Regions from separate parts of the Sus scrofa genome. Here region 1 is linked to region 2. A link is a contact called in public HiChIP or PLAC-seq data. All regions are on one chromosome and are shown on one strand. Each heading gives the region's core, a stretch centred on a gene start, on an enhancer-like site or on the middle of the called end of the contact. The rest is flanking DNA. Distances are from core to core; before and after follow the strand shown. Region 1 has its middle 200 kb from the start of TANK. Region 2 overlaps RBMS1 (RNA-binding motif, single-stranded-interacting protein 1).

Region 1 (5,775 bases), core at 2,554-5,053, 530 kb before region 2:
ACGAAGGGGAAACTTGGCCTCAAGGAGATCTAGTCCCTGGATCTGGTTTACACAGCTAATGGTGGTAGCAGGGATTTGATCTAGAGCCTGATTACTCAAAGGAGTAAATAAAAAAGTAAGTAAAATTACAATAAAAAATTTCAAACATTTTTAAAGCAAGCAGCTGAGAACTTTTCTTTCTTATTTTTTATTTATTTACTTATTTTTTAAGGGGTGCACCCATGGCCCACGTCATATGGAGGTTCCCCTTATGGGTCGAATCAGAGCTACAGCTGCTGGCCTATGCCACAGCCACAGCAACATCAGATCTGAGCTGCATCTGCCACCTACACCACAGCTTATGGTAACTCCGGATCCTTAATTCACTGAGCGAGGCCAGGGATGGAACCTGCAACCTCATGGTTATGAGTCGGATTCTTTTCTGCTGTGCCACAGCAGGAACTCCCAGCACTTTTCTGTTGTAAAAAGCAGAATTTTTCTTTACAAAAATCAAACATATTGAAAAAGTGAGGTATAAATCTTAAGCTAGATGGAGGAAACACAGATTTCTTTCTATCACTATTTTTTAAACTGTATCTATGTCATTTTTTGACTATGTGCACTCTTTTGCATGTATGTATGTCTCATGATGACAAGAGATAACAGGTAACAGTTAAGGAAGAGAACTAATTGGTTTTAATACTCACCATGTCCCTTGCACTGAGGTGGGCACATGAAATAGATGCTCTTATGTTTTTAATATTAGATATCTTCTACTTTAAGAATGTTTCTTAACTAGTATAAAAGTTAAAGACGCATCATCCTTGTAGCTAGATTGACCTATACATTTCACTGATTTCAATACTGACCACCATGTATTCCATTTCCTTGAGTTATTTTTGCAGTTTCCTCTGGTTAGAGATTTCCTTAGGTGATGTTTTTAGGCATCTCTGCTACTGTGGGACTTTCTGAAATCCCTACATAGCTGAAAATGCCTACCTCTTCCTGTCACACAAAGATGGGGTTTGGCTATAGAATCACAAAATCACACCCTCCTTGCAAATATTAGTATTTTCTAGTTTTTAGTGTTACAGATGAGATTTTCAATACCAGTCTGATATTTTTTTTTCTTTCCAGGTGACCCATTATTACTATTGTTGTTATTTTCTACCTGGAAGCTTGTGGGATTTTATTTTTATCCTCAGGCTTCAGAAACTTTATCAAGATATATTTAAGTTCTTGTCCTTTTTGTTTCCAATATTCTGGCCCAGCCCTAGGCTATTTCATTAGATATTCAAAATAATACTCTTGGAGGTTGTCACAGTAATATTTTTTGGGTTCTTCCAAAAGGCAGAGCCTGAAACAATGACTAAATGTAGGTAGTTTATGCGGGGCGAGTATCACAGGGAACAAGACAGGGTACTGATAAGAGTGAAGTGGAGGAGGAGGGAAAGCCAGTCTCAAGTGCATTATTAAGTTGGTGACCAACATGTGAAACTAGGGCACAGTTCACCTGGGAGCCTTTTGAGGAACAGTGTAGGTTATGCCTCAGACTCATCCACCTGAAAAAGGGGAAGGAAAGTATTTTTCCACCAGCATCCATTCCCCCCTTGGCCAAAGGATGCTCCAGAGGGTGTTAGCTTCTCTGTATTTCCTGATTTGAGCGTTTAGCTCCGGAATCTGGGTCTCTTAGTTGTTTCACATTTGCTAGGCTGCTTGCTGACAATGCATGGAATCATCAAGAGCAGTCCTATATATCTAATTTCTTAAAAAAATTGTTTTTATTTGTATGCAATTTTTTTTCTTTGCTATTGTAAGGCTGTGACTGCCGCATATGGAGGTTCCCGGGCTAGGCGTCAAATTGGAGCTGCAGCTGCCGGCCTATGCCACAGCCACAGCCACAGCCACAGCAATGTGGGATCCAAGCCACATCTGTGACCTACACCATAGCTCATGGCAACACCGGATCCTTAACCCACTGAGTGAGGCCAGGGATTGAACCCACGTCCTCATGGATCCTAGTCAGGTTTGTTCACCGCTAAGCCACAAAGGGAACTCCTATATGCAAATTTTAAAGGTTATTTTCCATTTTAGATATTATGAAATATTGGCTATATTCCCCATGTTGTGCAGCTCATCCTTGAATCTATCTTTCACGCAAAATTTGTACCCACGCACGACCCCTACATTGCCCCTCCCCTCCATGGGTAACCATTGATTTGTTCTCTGTGAATCTGCTTCTTTGATGCTATATTCACTAGTTTGCTATATTTTGGATTCCACATACAAGTGATATCATATAGAAATACATAATTTCTTAATGGTAACAGAGTCAGTTTCCTCACCAGTGTAGCAACTGCTTTCTTTGCTTGTTAGTCCATCAGTTGAGAGACCCCAAATGACAATATACATAGCAGTTATCGCTTTAAATTCAGCAGAACCCTTTCTGCCTTTCTGTGTTCTCTGGCAGAAGCCTTCTTCCCTCCTTCATCTTCACTTAGGGCCAGGACTCAGGGTTTTTAATACAGCATTGCCTTAGGATATAGGGACCAGAAACTCATATTCTGAAAGTGAGTCATTAGGTATGGTGATGAGAAGGGCCAATCCTACTTCTACCTTCTGTTTTTCAGACTCATGTATTCTGGTTACATTTCACCATAGATTGGCTACAGCTTCATTGCATATAGAGAGAACTTACTGGATGTGGTTTCCAAGCTGGCTTCTTAGCTGGGCCTTTAATAGGCAATTCCATCATTTTATGAGGCTGGCTTCTTCAGAGTGCTGTGCTGGAGGTGGTATCTTAGGAATCTCCAGCCATGTACTCATTTCATTTACTTTCACTGTAAAAGATGTCCCTTGGCCTGAGGCAGTTTCATTGGGATCCTATAACCATAATCTCTAAGCCCTCAAATGATGCTAGATGAGGAATCTTGGATAGGAAAAGCAAACTCATAATCAGAGTAAGTGTAAAGATATATTATTGCCCTTCTAGGATGTCACCAACTTGTTACCACATAGTTGGCCTTCTTGAGGGATGTTTCTATGTTGAGGCACCACCATATTGCATATCTGCTGCTGGCAGCTTAGGAATCCAGTAGTGGCAGTAGTTACATCTGTCTTATTAAGAGAAAGCCCATCCCTGCCCTCAAGGGGGCTTCTTCATTGGTGGGATACTGTGTTACCCCTGGGGTGGATGAGGTCAGAAGCTAACTGATATCTAGGGAAAAGTAAATCTCTTCAGATTATCTAAAATCTCTCTGAATGCTCTAGAATGTTTTCCAGTGGACATTAATACAGAACACAAATACCCATATATGTTTCGATCCCTCTATGAAAGATTCATTCACAAATCTGTCTTTCAAACTTCTTTGTCTCCAAGCCTATAATCATGCTCATTTCAGGATTCTGACCAATCAGCAAGGCCCTGTCAGCCCAGAAGTCTGTGCACATCTCTGCGTTGGGCAGTTTCTCCCTGTATAATCCAGTGAGTTGTTTAGTTGTAGCTACTGGGAGAACGTCCCTTTTTCTTTCCCTTCAGGGCCACCTTTGAGCAGGGTTGTATTGTGCTGGCAGCCCGTTTTCAGTTATCATGTACACTGTCAACCAGGCTCAAATATTTCCTGCTCTGTGAGTTGATCATAGGGAAGCCTCCATGAAAGTGTGGGGATAGTTAAAGGAAGACAGTGCAGCAGAGGAAAGTCATGTACAAGTCAAGGCCACGTGCTTAGGCAACTTACTCATCCTCTCTGGACCCGCTCAACCCAATCTTACATGTAATGTGCTGTCATACAGTGCTTGACTTCTGTTTTTGGATGAGCTTATGACTTTGTGGATCTCATAATCCCAATTCATCATAGGCAGCTCTGGGTGCTTAGTCACACTTGCTGTCCTAGCCTCTATGAGGGCTCAAAAGCATGCTGATGTTGTTTCAAACTGGTGAGTAGTTCTCTGTCTTTGAAGGTTTGACCTTGCTCTGGAACCTAGGGTCCATGCCATGACTCTCATTTTGAGGTTTGACAGAGACTCTACACAGCCTCCTAACACATCATCCATCTTCTAAGTCGTACACCCTAAGCATCAGGGTGGTTTGTACTGCAATCTGCACCTGCTACAGGATTCTCTCCTATTCTAAGCAGCACATACATGCCTACAAAGTGCAGAACTTCCCATGTGTGGTATGTGCTGACACCAGTATCCACATAAGCCTGCCAGGTGCAGTGCCTCTTATTTCGTGGTAGGACGTGTAGGTTCACAATTTGTCATTTATATTCAAGGATATTTTCCCATATGTTCCGATTCCTTGTATCTTTAAAGATATCACTCACGTGGGAGGTCCTTGAAACTTTGATGGTTTATCATCCACCCTCTGGCCTATACATGTCTTACCAGGACAATCTAAATACTTCCTTCTTCCTGCTGACCAGGTCCAATTACCCTAGTGTCCTCAGTGTTGTCAACCAGCAATCTGCTGGTCGTACGGAATATTAAGATGATCAAGGTCTCTGTGGACCATATTGCGACAGCGAACAGGAGATTTAACCTGGTCCCGGGCCAAGACAGACCATGAATACTATCGTCTTTTCTATATCACAGAAAACTGCTTTTGATCCTTCTTATTTCTGGGGATTGAGACAAATACATTGGTCTACTCAAAAGCTGCCTATTAAGTGCTAGAAGCTGTAGTAATCTGTGCTGGTAAAATACTACATCTGGAATAGCAGTTGTGATATGACTATCATTTGCTTATGTTTATTGTGGTCCGCTTTCATTCACCATGGTATTTCGTATTTTTGCAATGGCCAGATAGATAAACTGAATGGGGGAATCCTGGCATTCTTCATGTCTTTGATAGCAGTGCTATTTTCTGAAATTTCTCCTGAGACATAACACTGTAGATTTAGGATCTTCCTCTTGTCCTTCCAAACACTTTGCTCTTATCTCGTTGGCTGAGGAGCTAATCTTGATTGCACTGAAGGAATGAGCAATAACTGCACAGATGGTTTGTGGGCCCACCGGGCCACTCTGGGGTGGACGTGGGCCAGGAGTCCATTCATTGCCTGGCTTACATAAGCCTTTCTCAAATGAAGGCTTCAATGGCATTTTAGATTCCTGGCTCTCAGAGTCAGCTTGGACCTTGTGCCTAACAGCCCCCTGAATGGCCTGGGTTCTCTCCTTTCCTCAGGACACACTTATTCTGGTTACTAGTTTCAGGCTCTTTTGGGAATCAAAGATATTTACCATCAGTATTTACGGTGGTGTTTCAGGATACTTTCTCAAAGGGACTCAGCATTTTCTTTAGTCATTGAGTCCTGGATCTGACACTGAACTGATTTTTTGTTTGTTTTTTTGTTTGTTTGTTTTGTTTTTTTAAATGGCCACACCTGAGGCATGTGGAAGTTCCCAGGCTAGGGGTCAAATCAGAGCTGCAGCTGCCAGCCTGCACCTCAGCCACAGAAACACCAGATCTCAGCCACAGCTTGTGGCAAGGCAGTATCCTTAACCCAGTGAGTGAGGCCAGGGATTGAACCTGCATCCTCATGGACACTGTGTCATGTTCTTAACCCACTGTGCCACAACAGGAACTCCCTGAGAATTGATTTAGATGTAGAAAATGGGTGAGTGTTTGTGACTTTCCTTTGTGGTGGCTGACACCAGTTTTTTCTTGCTGAATTTCAGCTTCTAGTTACACAGATTAAACAAAATGCTAGTTGGCTGCCCATCCATCTTGTTCCCATGAGGTATTAACAATTCCCCCTGTTTCTTATGGGTGAGGATGCTCTGATGGTCGCTCTGGTC
Region 2 (5,568 bases), core at 1,316-3,815:
CAAAAGACCCTGACCTCAGTGACCTCGAGCAAAGGCTCTTAATCTCAGTGACCCCCTCAATCTCCTTATCTTCCACTGGAGTTATACCAATTTTCTTTCCGACTTTTGGAAAGAGCTGAGGCAGCGATGCAGCCTCAAAGCATTTTCAGCTAAAACATGTGCAGAGGAGAGAGAGCACTGGTAAATAATCAAGCATGTCAATAATCTAGGTAGATAAATGGTTGCTAAAAGGTATTCTTTAAATCACTTATTTTTTTTTCCTGGTTTGCAGATTTATTTATTTATTTATTTACTGTAAGCTTAGTGACCTGTGTTAAGGTTGTTATAAATACTCAGCATCTCTACGGGGAATTGAAGGTGTTTGTGCAGTATTATGCCTCTTAGATGTAATTGTCATTTGAACCTTAAATTATCTTTACTTTCATGCCCAGTTAGTAATCATTTGATTACATGATTACACAGAGTGGAAATTAACAGAGGGAGAGAGGTGGCCCTAGCCATTTGTTTTTTCCAGATAAGTATCTTTCAGCTTGTTCAACACATAAAATAGAAACCTACCACATTTAAAATGTTTCAAAGTGCTATGCAGATACTTCCTCTTCCTAAAACTTTTTTCAAAGAATCTTTTTAGTCCTCAGCAACAACCATAAGAAAGGAATGTTAGAGGAAATCTGAAATTTTTGAAGTAAATATATAGGAAAGTAAAATTTTGGACTTTGCCATGTATATAAATAGGGAAATGGTCTCAGATACCAGAGGTATGTTGTGTGCATTTCCCAAAGACACAGTGAATTTTTAAGAATTAATTTTCAAAGTTTTTTCTTATCTGTTTTTAGAAGACAAACATAGATAGCTGTGCTCTGCATTATAATCTGCTCACTGTGAAGGGACAGGGGGTTGGTCCATATGTTTAAACTCTCCTGCCCCTTTATTTTTGATAGCAGTGCATTCAGTTTTAATGTTCTGAATTTTTTTCCTTCTTCCCCCAACTTCTATCATACATTAAGGAATTTGAACACATCTTTCATTCAAACCACCATAATACTAATAGTTGATTCCTGGTTCATTGTTTTATATTCTTTATTGCCAATTCCTTGCACACATGTGCACACACACACACATTAGTGAGTACACTGTGTAGCTATGACGATGGTATTAAATGAGGTCTTAATAAATTATGTGTAAAGTTATCAAAGTCTAAAGTAAAAAGAGATCTGTTTTAAATAACGTATTTGAATATTTAGATAACACTTCAAGTGTGATCAAGATATGCACACACACGCACCCTTCCGTGATGATCTAGAGCCAGGCGTGGCTGCCTGCAAAAGCAAAATGAGTAGATGTGACGCAAGCAGCTTTCCCGTGATTAGTTCTTAAGGACTGTGTGGATCATCATACTTTCCATTAACAATTCTGTAGCCTTGCCTTTGGCCTTGCATTTGCCCACAGACATAGTATTACTAAAAGAAGCTTTTCTTTTTTTTTTAAATCTCACATTCCATTTTTTGGTCCCAAGATTATCGGGTATGAACCTGATTCCTCAAAGCTAAGCATCAAACTATATCCAAAGATTTAATTGAGAAGCCTAGCCATTCCCTTTCTTTAATTTAGTTTGCATTTAGAATTCTCACTTCCTATTCCCTAGTAAAGCACATTTTGTACTTTAAAAGTTGCAGATGTTTGATAAGTGTGTGTATCCTCTGGACTTAGACATTAATCGGGGTTCCTCAATTATAACTTATTTTTCTTTCTTTCTTTCTTTTTTTTTTTTTTCTTTTTTAGATATGGGAAAATCGTTTCCACGAAGGCGATTTTGGATAAGACAACAAACAAATGCAAAGGTATGTTTCTTTGGCTGATGGTTTGCTAAATCATAGCTTTAGAAAAATAATGGAATTTTAAACCTGATCTTTTGGTTTCAGAAACGTCCATTTTACTAAAAACCAAATCTTACATGTCACCTAGGTTCTGTCTTGCACGGTGTTAGCATATTGCTTACGTCTGTCCCTGGTTGAGTTTTGGCTGGAAAGCCAGCAGCAGCCAGCCATTTGCCAGAATCCCAGATCTGACACCAGGGGAGTTAACATGCAAAATACTGGCTGGCATTTATCCCCTGCTTTTAAAAGGGGAGTAGAGTTAGAAAATAGCTTTTCTTTCCTGAGCCTGAGGAGATTAGAGCTGCTTACTGAAGACCATTGGACTGTACTAAAGAACTGAAAAGATTACATATTGTGCAAATTGGCTCTATTAATTAGAATAGAGTAGTTTTAAGCAGTACTTAATTACATGTTTCAATACTCCCAATTGTTCTCTGCTGAATGCCTGTTGACAATATTGGCAGCAGGGAGGAGAGAACCATTTTCACTGACCAAATTGTAATAGGGAGGGGAGGTCATACGCCCCTTTGAAATATGCTGCTGCATTAATTTGATGCACTGACCTTCAGTTTTCCGTGTAATTAGGATGAGCTCATCTGGCTCCATGAGCTGGAAGAGGAGGCGTCTACAGTAGGCAGCACTGATGCTCCGTGGTTCTGACTTTTAATGATCCAGCATCTTAACAATAGGCATGTGATTTCTAGGAAAGGGGAAGAATGGAGTCAGCTGACTTTGAGTCTAACTACTGACCCCATGAATTGAAATAAGGTTGACAGGAATAGGCAGAGAAGGCAAATCTCCTCATTAATTAGACCCCAGTTTTTCAAGTAGTGGTGACGGCTGTGGCACGGAGCACAATCTGAAAAAGGCAAAGAACGCAAATGAACCCTATGGTATGGTAGGGCCTGGCCTTAGAAGCCAGCCGTTTCCTTTCATCTAGACTTGAAATGATTCATTGTATTTCTGTCCTTTCTTCAAAGCTCCTGAATTTAAAGGAGCTATTGTGGCAAAAAGCTAAGCCCATGTTTAATCAACATGGCACATTAAGGCAGTTTTGCCTTGGGACAGTGAATAGAGCAATGCTTTATGTAGAGTGGTACTCAATTAATATTTAAGTGAATTGAACTAGAGAGAGTCAAATTGTAGACTTAGTTACCAGATTAGTCTTGTTTAGCAGGTTTTTAAATGACTTGGGTAAGCAGGGACACAGAAGAAAATCTTTTGGTTTTATAAGAAAAAATAGACTCCTGCAGGCATAAAACAGGAAGCTGACCTCAAGCACTTGTTTCAAACCAGGAGAGAAATCGCAGTAGACAGGTGGTTTTATAGTCTTACCCTACCTTTCTTCCTCCTCACTCCACCCCATCCCCCCAAAAAAGAAATCTTACACAGCAGATCAGTGTGTTAGAAAGCAGAGCTGCCCTAATGCAGTGCGAGAGAGCACCTAGAGCCTCCCTGGTTGAGTTCTCCGCCCCACCACTACACCAGACCCTGCTGTGGTCCACTCTGCTCGGATGAGATACTATTGCCTAGAAACCAAAATTCTGTGAAAATGCTCAAAACTATCTAGAAAAAGTATGAGTAAAAAAAAAATACTAATGCTACATCTAACATCTTGGCATCACACAAACCCTTGATAGTTGGGAAGGGTCCAAAGAGAAGTGGAGCGATTTGGGGAGCTTCCAAATAAGGGTAGGGATCATTCAGAACTGATTTTTGATACATCTCCTAAAGACTTTCTCCTTTAAATCAAATCTCAGAAGAGACTGCCTTGTGTGTGTGGACAGTGATTAAAAAAAAAAAAACTTCTACGCTTGTGTCACACAATAAGAGGAAACAACAGCAGGTACCTGGTGTGTGGGTGAGTGAGTGAGTGAGGCGGGAGAGTAAGCACAAATGGGTTTATGAAATTCTGGAAGTGAAAATGAAATAATACACCATAGCTCGTAGTAAAGACAGATAAGATTGTTAATCACATTAGAGGTAACTTGAGAAGGTAGGTAGGTGGCTGGGTGGATGGATGCAGGTCGTGCTGAGGAGATCACGAATATAAATGAAAAGTGCTTATGTTATAGACTAACTTGTTGAGATTGAACAGATGAAAGAATTTCATACCTGGAAATGAGAGACCTTAGAGGTCATAGAACTCTTTTTTTTGTCACAAAATGTATTTTGGAGCCTTTATCCAAAAGACAAAATTGAGCTGAAGGGAACATTGCTCTGAATAACATATTGCTTAGTTTTCGCATTTAAAAACTCACTATTCAGGAGTTCCTGTCATGGCTTAGTGGTTAACAAATCTGACTAGGAACCATGAGGTTGCGGATTCTATCCCTGGCCTCGCTCAGTGGGTTAAGGATCCTACGTTGCCTTGAGCTGTGGTGTAGGTCGCAGATGCAGCTCAGATCTGGCATTGCTGTGGCTCTGGCATAGGCTGGTGGCTATAGCTCCAATTAGACCCCTAGCCTGGGAACCTCCATATGCCTCAGGAGCAGCCCTAGAAAAGTCAAAAAGACCAAAAAAAAAAAAAAAACCTCGCTATTCAGTTGCTTTACTGCATTTCAATTTTCGTCAGTTTTTAGCCAACAAAAGGCATTTAAATGCTTTCCAACAGTGTGATATGTGGCAGTTCAGGGCAGAAAAATAAACAAACAAACAAATAAATAAATAAATAAAGCAAGCTCACCAAGGGTTGCTCACATCCCTGATTGCTTAATTATCAGTGCTTACAGAGTTGCATATCAGACCAAACACACACACACACACACGCATACACACATGCAAACACACACACATCTGCAAATGCACATGCACACAACACACACATAAAATGGGTGAGGATAAATCAGACCACAGAGAAAGTAGTAGTAAGAGTAGGAGACTCCACTTCATTACAGAAATGGCCCTGTATTTCCTAGTTGCTGAAGCAAAAATAGAAAACATACCTAGTCCTGTGATTCAGCAGTTACCGCGTGGAAGAAAATCCAAGAAGCAGGAGTACTATGACTGGTCCTGGTCCTAAGCCCTGAGAAGGATGCTCCTGGGGATCCAGTGAGAGGAAGCTGTGTTAAGTAGTGAATCCCACATTCTGTGTACATATTATATTGCAAAACCCATAGGACCTATAAAACTCATTTATATACTCTTATATGTACTTGAAAGGAATATAAGAAAAAAGAGCATAAGGTTGCCTGCTCACCTGTTATATTTGTTTTCAGCAAATATTTATGAAATACCTGCATAGTAGGAGTTTGAAGAAGGCCAGAAAAGGATGTAAACTAAAAATGCAACCATTATGGATTTTTCCTAAGAAAATAACAGACAAAATAATAGTCATAGTACCTGAATGGATAGAAACGTCAACAACGTTATTAACATCAAATTTTGAGATCTTTTGTTTATTGTATGTTATTGACCACAGCAAAGTTAAGAAGGAGGTCTTAAATCTCCAAGTACGAGAGTGAGTATGTGTATGCCTGTGTGTGTGTCTTCTTAGCGGGTTGCATGTTAGCGTTAACAACACATTTCTTTAAAAGAAAAAAAATCCCAAATATGTTTAACCTAATTTCTAACCTGGCTGTTGAATAGCATTCTCTGCTTTTACCTGGGTCAGCCTCTTCTTTTTCTTCCCAACCTGGCTATTTTTCCACTGTCGAAATCAAATTAAGCCTTATTCCAGTCCAATTCCAAG

What was found. HiChIP or PLAC-seq counts read pairs in DNA pulled down with a chosen protein or histone mark.
Region 1: a contact with region 2 is called in an H3K27ac HiChIP or PLAC-seq map of alveolar macrophages. The contact joins two enhancer-like sites. A contact is called at or near these places in 2 of 2 datasets of contacts at active chromatin or transcription factors (alveolar macrophages and skeletal muscle).

The regions. Positions count from the first base shown.
Region 1 is chr15:67,766,044-67,771,818 of Sscrofa11.1, reverse strand. No RefSeq gene overlaps it. Among named protein-coding and RNA genes, the nearest start is that of TANK, 200 kb to the left of the region's middle. Within about 2 kb of position 3,803, at least 3 of the 83 cell types and tissues checked have an H3K27ac peak or open chromatin away from gene starts, as enhancers often do. A contact at or near this core is called in alveolar macrophages, where this site is marked.
Region 2 is chr15:67,232,023-67,237,590 of Sscrofa11.1, reverse strand. RBMS1 (RNA-binding motif, single-stranded-interacting protein 1) reads left to right here. Exons shown (of 14, transcript XM_003133427.6): 3 at 1,783-1,841. Among named protein-coding and RNA genes, the nearest start is that of ITGB6, 110 kb to the right of the region's middle. Within about 2 kb of position 2,565, at least 5 of the 83 cell types and tissues checked have an H3K27ac peak or open chromatin away from gene starts, as enhancers often do. A contact at or near this core is called in alveolar macrophages, where this site is marked.